2 separate regions of the Zea mays genome follow, and region 1 is linked to region 2. Evidence: chromatin contacts called from public Hi-C data. All regions are on one chromosome and are shown on one strand. The core of a region is the stretch at or near the end of the contact, and the rest is flanking DNA. Distances in the headings are between cores, read along the strand shown. Region 1 holds the start of LOC103629823 (ABC transporter G family member 42). Region 2 holds the start of LOC100382126.

Evidence for each region. Hi-C and Micro-C count contacts between places; a contact is called where the count stands out from the background.
Region 1: a Hi-C map of bundle sheath shows a contact between it and region 2, with 2.3 times the contacts expected there. The contact joins the promoter of LOC103629823 here to the promoter of LOC100382126 in region 2. A contact is called at or near these places in 2 of 25 Hi-C or Micro-C datasets (bundle sheath and tassel).

Annotation. Positions count from the first base shown.
Region 1 is chr6:115,296,725-115,301,382 of Zm-B73-REFERENCE-NAM-5.0, reverse strand. It overlaps LOC103629823 (ABC transporter G family member 42), which reads right to left and starts at 2,521. Exons shown (of 21, transcript XM_008650927.3): 1 at 1,770-2,521; 2 at 165-628; 3 at 1-57. The coding sequence starts at 2,197.
Region 2 is chr6:115,045,165-115,050,203 of Zm-B73-REFERENCE-NAM-5.0, reverse strand. It overlaps LOC100382126, which reads left to right and starts at 2,628. Exons shown (of 12, transcript NM_001174887.1): 1 at 2,628-3,201; 2 at 3,331-3,408; 3 at 3,519-3,626; 4 at 4,890-4,952. The coding sequence starts at 3,097.

The DNA of each region.
Region 1 (4,658 bases), core at 1,272-3,771, 250 kb before region 2:
CAGGCTCCGGCCGGATGCCGGCCCCCTTCTCCCTCCTGGCCAGCTCCGTCATAAGATCTGATGGTCGACACGGCACGCATCCATCGTCAAAAAACGCCCTGGCACCGTGCATCGTGCCGTCGTCCGTACGTCAAATCGAAAACACAATAAGGCCGCCGGCGTACCGTATTTGGTGCCGACGCCCTGGCACCGGGCGGAGAAGTCGAGCGTCTCCTTGACCGTCATCTCGCCGACGTGCACGTCCGTCTGGCTGATGTACGCCGCCGTCTTCTGCGGCACGAACTCGCCGAGGCGGAACCCGTTGTAGGAGACCTCGCCGCCGCCGGCGACGACCAGCGCCGGGTCCAGCTTGCCCGCGAGGGCCAGCAGCAGCGTGGTCTTCCCGGACGACGGCGGGCCAAGCAGCAGCGTCATCCTGGACGGGCGGACGGCGCCGGACACGTCCCTGAGGATGGTCAGCCTGGCCTGCCGGCCCCCCAGCCGCACGCCGCACAGGCCCAGCGCCGCCTCCGCGACGTTGCGCGCCGTGTTCAGCAGCGTCGGCAGCGCGCGGCTGCCCACGTGGCACCTGGCCTCCACCGTCAGCCGCTCGAACCGCACCTCCACCGTCGGCAGCTCGATGCCCACCCTGCATTAGCGGTGTTGGTGTTGGTTCTTTTTCCCCTTTTTCAAATTATTACATTACACCTAGACTTAATTTACACTAAATCCACCAAACAAATTATTTAAACAAATTATTTAAATAGTTAGATAACCACATATCACTTACACTTAAATAAACAATGATATTTGAATTCGTACATCATTCTCTTTCACTCGGATCACAGCAGCCGTCGACCCATTTCCTCTCTCTACAATTGTATCTTTAGTACGGATTATAGGTTAGTAGTATATAATTTTTTTTGTACTGTGGTGATTTGGATGTCTAACTTTAAACTGATCCTAGGGACCTCTTCTGTTTTGGAATCACATACAAAAAAAAACGCGGGCTTTATTAGTACTTTTTAATAGAGGAGGAGGATACTAAGTACATGCGAGACTGCAAACAAAATGGAATCGGCAGTAGGAGTACTATGACAGCTATATATATGTTGCGCTGAAAGACCTCTCGCGTCATGTAGACGTGGGATGACCTCATTAATTAACCAGGACCCGCCACCACAGATGGTTTTCTCGGTACCATGGCTCACAGGTCTTGTTGACGCATGACGGGCTGACGGCACGAGCCATTTGCTTCCCGACCGAGCAAGGGACGTATATCTGCCCTAATGGTGACACCGGTCCCATCAATCGATCGATCAAATCATGGTGGGTACTCTGTAATGATGTTCATGTTCTAGAAGCTTGTATTACTCCATATGATAGGGAAGGAGAAACCACAATCTAGCCAGCCAAAGCCAAAGAACCCTGGGCGCAGCAAACAAGCCAGCTATATGCAGCGGCCTGCTGTGCACGTCGATAGCATGTTCGTTTAGTTTTAATATGTATGGGCTTCTACTATTTGTATAATGTTTTTTTTTAATTAGAATTACAGCAAGTGTAAGTAGACGGCTTTAATATGAAGTAGCCCCATGTATCTCGTACTAGTACGTCGGAGTGATTACGAAAAGTACGTGCCAACTCTACTGTGGATGCATGCGTGGTGTCCACATGGTGGAGTAGTAGCTAGGCAACAGGAAACGAAAGCACGGCACGGCAAATATGTCTAGATAGATAGACGACGTCGAGGTCGAGGGTGGTTGCATATGGGTGCGTCCGTACGTACGCACCTGTCGATGCGGTTGCGGAGCTTCTGGAGGAACCGCTGGTTGTCCTCCTCGGCGACGCGGAAGACGCGCTCGATGAACTCCTGGCGCTCGCCGACGCCGAGCTTCCTCACGTCCACCTCCTTGAAGTGCTGCTGCTGCGGCGGCGGCGGCCGCCGCGTCTTGTCGTCGTCGTCGTCAACCACGGCGGCGTTCTCGGTGGACAGGATGGCGGTGCGCACGCGGCTGTAGGTGGGCAGGCGCTCGATGGCCGCCCAGCGCAGCGCCTCCTCGTCGTCGTCGCCGCCGCCGCCGCCGCCGCCCCGGGACCGGGAGCCGTGCTGCGGCACGAAGGCGTCGTCGACGCCCCACGCCTCCATGCCCATGCCCCGCCCGATGCTCCGGCTCATCCGCCGCCCCGACTCCCACACCTTCTCCATCGCGCTCTCCATGTGATGCGGCCGCCGATATATGCTTCGCTCCAACGTACTAGGTCGGCTACACGGCTGGTGGTTGCCGCGCCGCCCGTACGTGTAGCTAGGAACGGAGCTCCCCCAAGCTAGCTAGAGATTGAATTGGTGGCTAATTTTAAAAGCTAGCGAGCGGCTCTCAAGGCCACCGGCCGCTAGCTAGCTGCTTTCTGCGCATGCATGTGTCAGTGCGGCAGTTGGTGGTGGTGGTGGTGGTGCCGTACGAGCTGCATGAGTTGTGTTTCTGTAAGGAAGAGGGAGGACGGAGTGAGAGTGAGACTCGGAGTGAGCGGGAGGTGGAGGACTAGGAGCGCGCCGTTTATTTATACGCGCTGCTGCGCTCTTGGGTAGGGCTGGAAACGAGCCGAGCCAGGCTTGGTTCGGTGAGGCTCGGTGGAATAGCGAGCAGAGCCAGGCTCGGTTCGATCACTTAGCGAGCTCGGTAACGAGGCTCGGCTCGGCTCGATATAGGCTCGCGAGCCTGTACACTCAAGTACTCAACAACAGTAAATATAGTAATTAACTCAAATTTAAAGCATAATATGTTCCATATAATAAAAATTTATGTCCCTGCACTCTAGTTCCTTGTGAGTTGTGACTAAAACAGCACACTTACACATTGGTCAACGGAGATACAAGTAAGAAGTAGTTTGGACCGAGCCTCGAGCCGGCTCGGCTCGGCTCGTTAGTGTAGCGAGCCATGGAATTAGGCTCGGCTCGGGCTCATTTAGGCTCACGAGCCTCACCGAGCCGAGCCTGATCGAGCCCGAGCCAGCTCGCAAGGCTCGAGCTTTTTTTTCAGCCCTACTCTTGAGCTAGCTGGCGCGCGGGGAAATGGGGGCGCCGCCGCGCCGGGCAGGGAATAGCAGCGCTCTGCGCGCGCGGTTGACCCGAGGGGACCGCGGTGGGTGGACATCGTCCCCAGGGAAACCAACCGACCAGTGCGGGTTGCTGAGGGCGTCGGACGAACCGCGAGCGTCGGTAGGTGGGCACAGCCGGCCCGTGACGGTGAGGGCGGGGCGGGCGGCGGATTCGTCGTGCGGTGGACGTGGCTCGGCAGATCAGAATCAGGTGGCCGGTTGTGCCGCCGTTTCAGGAGCGCAGGTGGCCGGCCGATGACTAGCAGCCGCTGCTACCGTACCGTCACCGTACGTGCCAGCGCCCTCGCTAGCTAGTCCTAGTCGCTTCGCCTGCATTCCGACTTCCGAGCAGTTCAGTGATTACGTACGTGCCAGGTTCTGTAGGTGCACACGACTGCCAGGCACATCGACCTCGCTAGCTACTCGATATATAGTGTCAGTTAGCACGACCGTCGCGTTACGTTCTGTATGCGGAGACAAAGGGAATCACGATACCGTCCATCCAAGAGTGTTTTCTAGCTTTTCTTCCTTTTCGGATAACTGGTCGGCCAATGGTGTGTACGGTGAGCATCTCCAACAAAATACCTCAAAAAAGTGTCCTGTAATTTAAAATATTGCATCATTTAAAATATTATAAAATCCCTAATCGAATTCTAACGTTAAACCCAAAATCATATATTATAGGATGTAAATTATTTATTATGAAAGAAAATATTGAGAATGATATAGAATAAAGGGATTGGACTGTACTATGGAGTAGTATATTATTTGGGTCACTTCATAGTGTGTCATGTATCTTTTTTGATAAAAGTTTGTAAAATGCAGCACAGTTTGTGCCGTTTTTATGGGTTCGACCCTACATTTCAAGGTAGAGTACTGATTTAAGGTATTTGTTGGAGATGCTCTAAAGGTGCTCCATGATATAGGGAAGAATAAAGCTTTAGATGTCTTTCAATTGCTCTCGCATTCCTCGCAATACAACTATCCCTTTACTTTCTGTTCCACTTGGAAAAAAACACCACACTATGATGGTGCAGATTATTGTTGGTGGAGTTCTAAAACCTACCAATTTTTTGGGATGTTGTTGAATTAGGAATGTAGATACCCGATGACGACGACAAGGGGTACAACCCAGTGGAGGTGGAACAAATTGTCCATCGTAACTCGTAAACCATCGTAGTACTTCTTGCTTCTTTGTGTAAGCAGTACAACAAGATGGACGGGTTGGAGAGCGCCAAGAAAATATGGGATACCCACACAATACGGCGCATGAAGGTGATAAGATCACCAAGGTCACCAAGATGGAGTTCCTAGAAGGGGAGCTCGGTCAGTTCGCCATGATCAAGAGAGAAGGGCTACAAGAGATCTACAACCGGCTCAAGAACTTGGTGAACCAAGTGCGCAACCTCGGAAGCAATAAGTGGACGGGTCATGAAGTCATCAAGCTCATGCTAAGGTCCTTTACGTTTCGTAATGCTACTCTTGTAACCTTATTTTGTGAGAATTCTAGGTACAAGAAGATGTCGCTCGAAGATGTGCTTGGGAAGTTCCTAATCCACGCGATGATGGTTAAGGACTCCAAG
Region 2 (5,039 bases), core at 1,379-3,878:
AGAACATTTGATTCGTTGTGATAGCAATTTGAGCTCCTCTTGAGTTGAGAACTCCGTGTGTGATCTTAGAGCTCAAGCTGTGACTTGTGTGCGTGTTTGTGTTCGTGCTTTGAGGCTTGTGTGTGTTGCTCTTCCCATTCTTACATTTGTGCTTCTTTGTGATCATCTCATTGTAAGGGCGAGAGGCTCCAAGTTGTGGAGATTCCTCGCATACGGGAAAGAGTAAAGAAAGAAGAACATCGTGGTATTCAAGTTGATCATTGGATTACTTGAAAGGAGTTGAGTGCAACTCTCATCCATTGGGACGCCACAACGTGGACTAGGCAAGTATTGTACTTGGCCGAACCACGGGATAAATCCTTGTGTCTCTTGTGCTTGTTCTCACTGTGTCAATTGTGGTTCACAAGAGCTCTCTTTAGCCACTTGATTTCATTGTACTAACACTTAATCAACTTTGTGGCTTTAAGTTTCAAGTTTTTACAGGATCACTTATTCACCCCCCTCTAGGTGCTCTCAGTTTCGGACGACAACTGAGACGCGATACAAAAGGCCCGAGGACGTGAGTGTCATAGTGTATCGGCGGATGCGGCGGAGAGGCCCAAGGCTGGGAGCACCAGAAGCTGGAGTGGGGAGTTGGGACCAAGAGGAAGCGTGGGGGGGACTTATGGAGATGGGGAGCATGGCTAGGGTTTCCCGACTGGGTTGTTGGTTGGCCGGGCCTAGGCTCACAAGGTCTTGGACCATGGTTGATTACGAAGAAATATAAGTTTTTTTGCAAGAGTTGATGACGGTGGTGATATTATATAGTAAAAGAGGTATATATATTAAAATATGTTTTTTCACTTAATATTCCCTTTGTTTTTGTATACTTGTTCATTTTGCCCCGTTTTCATTTCCGACTATTATGAACTCGATCTGTTCCCGGTAAAAAAAACTACAAAAACAGAACACCCATTAGAGCATTTCCAAGAGACTAGTTAAATAGCTCGTCAAGTTAAATTTTGGCTACTTAACACCAAAATAACTTTCTAATAACATACTAACCATCCGACTCTCTAAATTGGATCCCTCTTTAGTCAAATTTGGCTAGCTGACTTGCCAAGTGTGGGATGATGTGTACCCCACATGTCGGTGTGTGGAGAATGTAGTTAGAGAATGAGAATTGGATCCCTCTTTAGTCAAATTTGGCTAGCTGACTTGCCAAGTGTGGGATGATGTGTACCCCACATGTCGTTGTGTGGAGAATGTAGTTAGAGAATGAGAAATAGAGGATATGTTGGGATTAGATGCTATTTAAAATGTAATTTTTATGGAGAGATAAATAAAGAGTGAAATAAAGAGTAAAAAATGGAGAGTCACTTGATGATCTCTTACCGTACGACTTCGTTCTGGTACACTGGCGCCAGGATAGTCCATATGACCATATCGACCAAAGTTGAACGCCCACTACTCATGCCCGGACTTTACCTACCCTTCCACCTAGGGATGGCAGCAGGTCGGATTATGTTTGGGTATAGTAATACCTGACCCGATGTTGTCCCCCGAGTCTTCTACAAATATCCATATCCACCAAGCCAATCGGACGAGAAACTGTACCTGTATCCGTACCCACCGGGTACCGTCGGGTATCGGATATCCGGTGGATATGTTTTTTAGACTACATAACATTTAATTATTGTTATAATAAATGTTAAAATAATTAAGTTTTCATCTAATCAACTATGCAACACTGAGAAAGACAATATTTGACTAATCGGAGGAAACTTGAAGAAAAAGGGACACTGAGGGAAGTTGGAAGGATCATCGGAGGGCGCAGTCAGGGTCACGGGTAGCCGAAGATCGAGCGCGAGACGCTGGAGATCGATCGAGACGCCGGAGTCGGAGGAAGCTTGGGCGGGCTGGGGCGCAGGGTGACGCATGTAGATCCTCGGCGGGGCTGGACGACGTGGTTGCACACTCGCACAATGTCGAATCATGGGCGGGGCAGGGTGCGGTGGTACGGTGAGGTTGCTCAAATATAGAGCTGGTACTCGAGAGGACAGGAGATGAATGGAATTAGAGATAGTGTGGTCGGGTGAGAGTTATGGTTTTTTGGCTCCATCTTTTCATGGGCTTTAAATTTTAGTAAATATAGCCCATTTAAGAATTGATATCTCGAGTATCCACTGGATACTACGGGTAAAATATTATACTCGTACACTATCCAATGTATTTCGATATCCGATCCGAAAGGACGCGTGGATATTTTTTTTACTGATATCCATATTGATCGGGTATTCGTACCCACGGTCTAACTGCCATCCCTACTTCCACACAGCCTCGCCATCCGCGCCAATTCCGGCGCGTTTCTCTGCTCCTCCGCGTCGCCCATGCCGCGGCGCCAACGGATAACACGGGCCGGCCCCTTCTGTGCGACTCCGCGTTAACCGAAAAAAAGATATTATTATATCACATCTCAAGGAAAATGATCATATACACAACGAACACTCCGTTTCTCTCTCTACGACCAAATATCCGATTAACCCCTCTCATATTTTCCCTACCTTCACTGTCCTCCTGGGAAGAAATAGACGGACGGATAGCCCACAGAACGCACGCGCTACCTTTTCTCTCTCTACGACCTTCCCCTTACCTATTCGCCGTCCCTCTCTCCTGCTGCCCTCCCCCCGCCGCCGCCCTACGGCCCACCCCGCCGACGCGCCACCTCCGTATCTCTCTTCCCCGCCTACGCGGGCGGCGGATCTCCGGATCCGCGCGGGGGAGGGAGATCTGGATTGGATGGTCCTCTCCGGCCGCGGCTAGTCCGGCCTGATCTGATCCGACCCGTCCCGGCGGCGCAGTCCGGGCAGGTTGTCTGGGAAATTTCGGACTCGGGCGGTGTTGATCCCGGGGAGAGGTCGTGCCTCGCTCGATCTCCGCATAAAAGCTGTGATTTTGTGGCGGCGCGGCTGCGAGTTACCGGGATTTTCCCAGGGTTTCCGGCGGCCGATCCGCGCTAGTTACGCTATTCTGTTCCGTCAGGGCGGCCTCGTGTTGGGGGCTCGTTTATTTGCCGCGTCCCGGAGGAGGGTTTTGTGTTCTTCTGTCGTTGGCTCCATGGCCAGCGGCTCTGATGCCCCGAAGCAGTATGGAATAACCAAGCCGTTGTCGTTGCTCGGACCGGTGGAGGCCGACCTCCAGAGGACGGAGGAGCTAGAGAAGGTTTGTAATTGATTCAGTTTCATGCCCACAAGTATTGTCTCAATTCTGCGCCTGACGATTTCACATTCTGTCTCAGATTGATATTGTAGTATCTGTTACAGCTACAGTTTTTATGTTGTTGATTCGCAGTTCTTGCTCGAGTCGGGTCTCTATGAGAGCCCTGACGAATCTGCTAGGCGGGAGGAGGTGCTGGGGAAGCTTGACCAGGTAGCTTTCCTTGTTGCCACACGTGTTCTTAATGCACAACATGCCCATGGTTGTCACTTTGCTCAACACATCACTATCCTTCCCTAAGCATGTTCTTTGGGCATTTGCAGATTGTAAAAGACTGGGTAAAACAATTGACTAGTCAGAGAGGATACACTGATCAAATGGTTGAAGAGGCAAATGCTGTACTCTTCACCTTTGGCTCATACCGTCTTGGGGTAATTTTTACCACTTCCCTCTTACTGGCTGCACCTCTTTTGCTCTGTCACCCATCTTTTGTTCATCCATTAGTGGAATCGTGATGGACTGATGTGTACACTTTATATAGTCTTTGTACTTTTGAATTGTGTTTCTATATAGTTTTGATTTGATGCTCCTTTAACAGTGTCCGTGCCCTATTAAAACACAACAATGGAATTTCTTGTACTTGAGGACTAGTTGCAAGTTACAACTGATATGGAAACAGTCTAAATGTTGGGAAGTGGGATTTATGTGGTGTAGGAGTGATGGCATTTATCCAAACCTGCTCTTTTGAGAACGCAATTTAATGAGATAAGAGTCACATTTTTAAAAAAGTAAATTTGCCGACAAGTATCCAACTTAACATGAAGTTCTGCAACTTGTCATGCTACCTTGTGATATGAAGCATGTGCTGGTTGAGAATAAATTTGAGTTTCTGAAGACCTAAACATTGTCCTTGTTAAGCCAACGTATAAATTCAGAATATGCATTCCATAGGGAAATGTGGTTGAGATGAGGCATGTTCGGTTCTTGCACAACAATGTTCCTCATTCATCATTGGCCATAGTTCGAGTTTAATGGTCATGCTCATATCTGGTGGCCGCTAGCCTGGTTTGTATAGATACCTTGATGACCATATTTCATATCACTCTGTTGTGTCACATTGCTGTCAATTAGAAACTGGATCCAAGCTGAATCTTTTGGACGTAGTCATGCTGCTGTCAGATACATAGTGACAAGTGGTAACAAACCATTAATTGCTGGTAACAGCTTCTATAGCCAGTAATAGGTGATTTAAAGTTCTGGTGTGACCTTGTGATTCTAACAAGTATTAGGCCACACAAACACATCTTTTGGGATTTTATAGGTGTGTAGAAACAGGATTAGGTCATCGGACTAGCTCTGTATAAAATCAGGATTGTATTGTAATTTGATATTTGGATTTTCATGATGCTTCTCATCACAAGGCTAGAAGGGCAGGCTTGGTGTAGTGGTGAGAGCTGTCCCACTGTGTCACCAGGTTACGGATTTGAAGCAGCCTTTCTGTATTTGCAACGTCGGTTTATCCCTTCCTCTGGCATTGGGTCTGCCCTTTTTTCTGATTACAAGGCTTTGTCTGTAGAAAATATATAAATTACGTGGGCCTGAACATTTTTTTCTGTAATCCTGCTTTGTGAAAAAAATTCTTAGTACTTATTTCACATAATAATTTGTTTTTTATTTGTATTTCACCTTTGTAGGTTCATGGACCTGGAGCTGATATTGATACCCTCTGTGTTGGACCTTCATATGTGAACCGTGAGGTGATTTTTTTGTTCTGTTATGTTACACAATCGGTGTGGTGGTTTATGTATTAGAGACAGGACTTTACTAACATATGATTTGTTGGC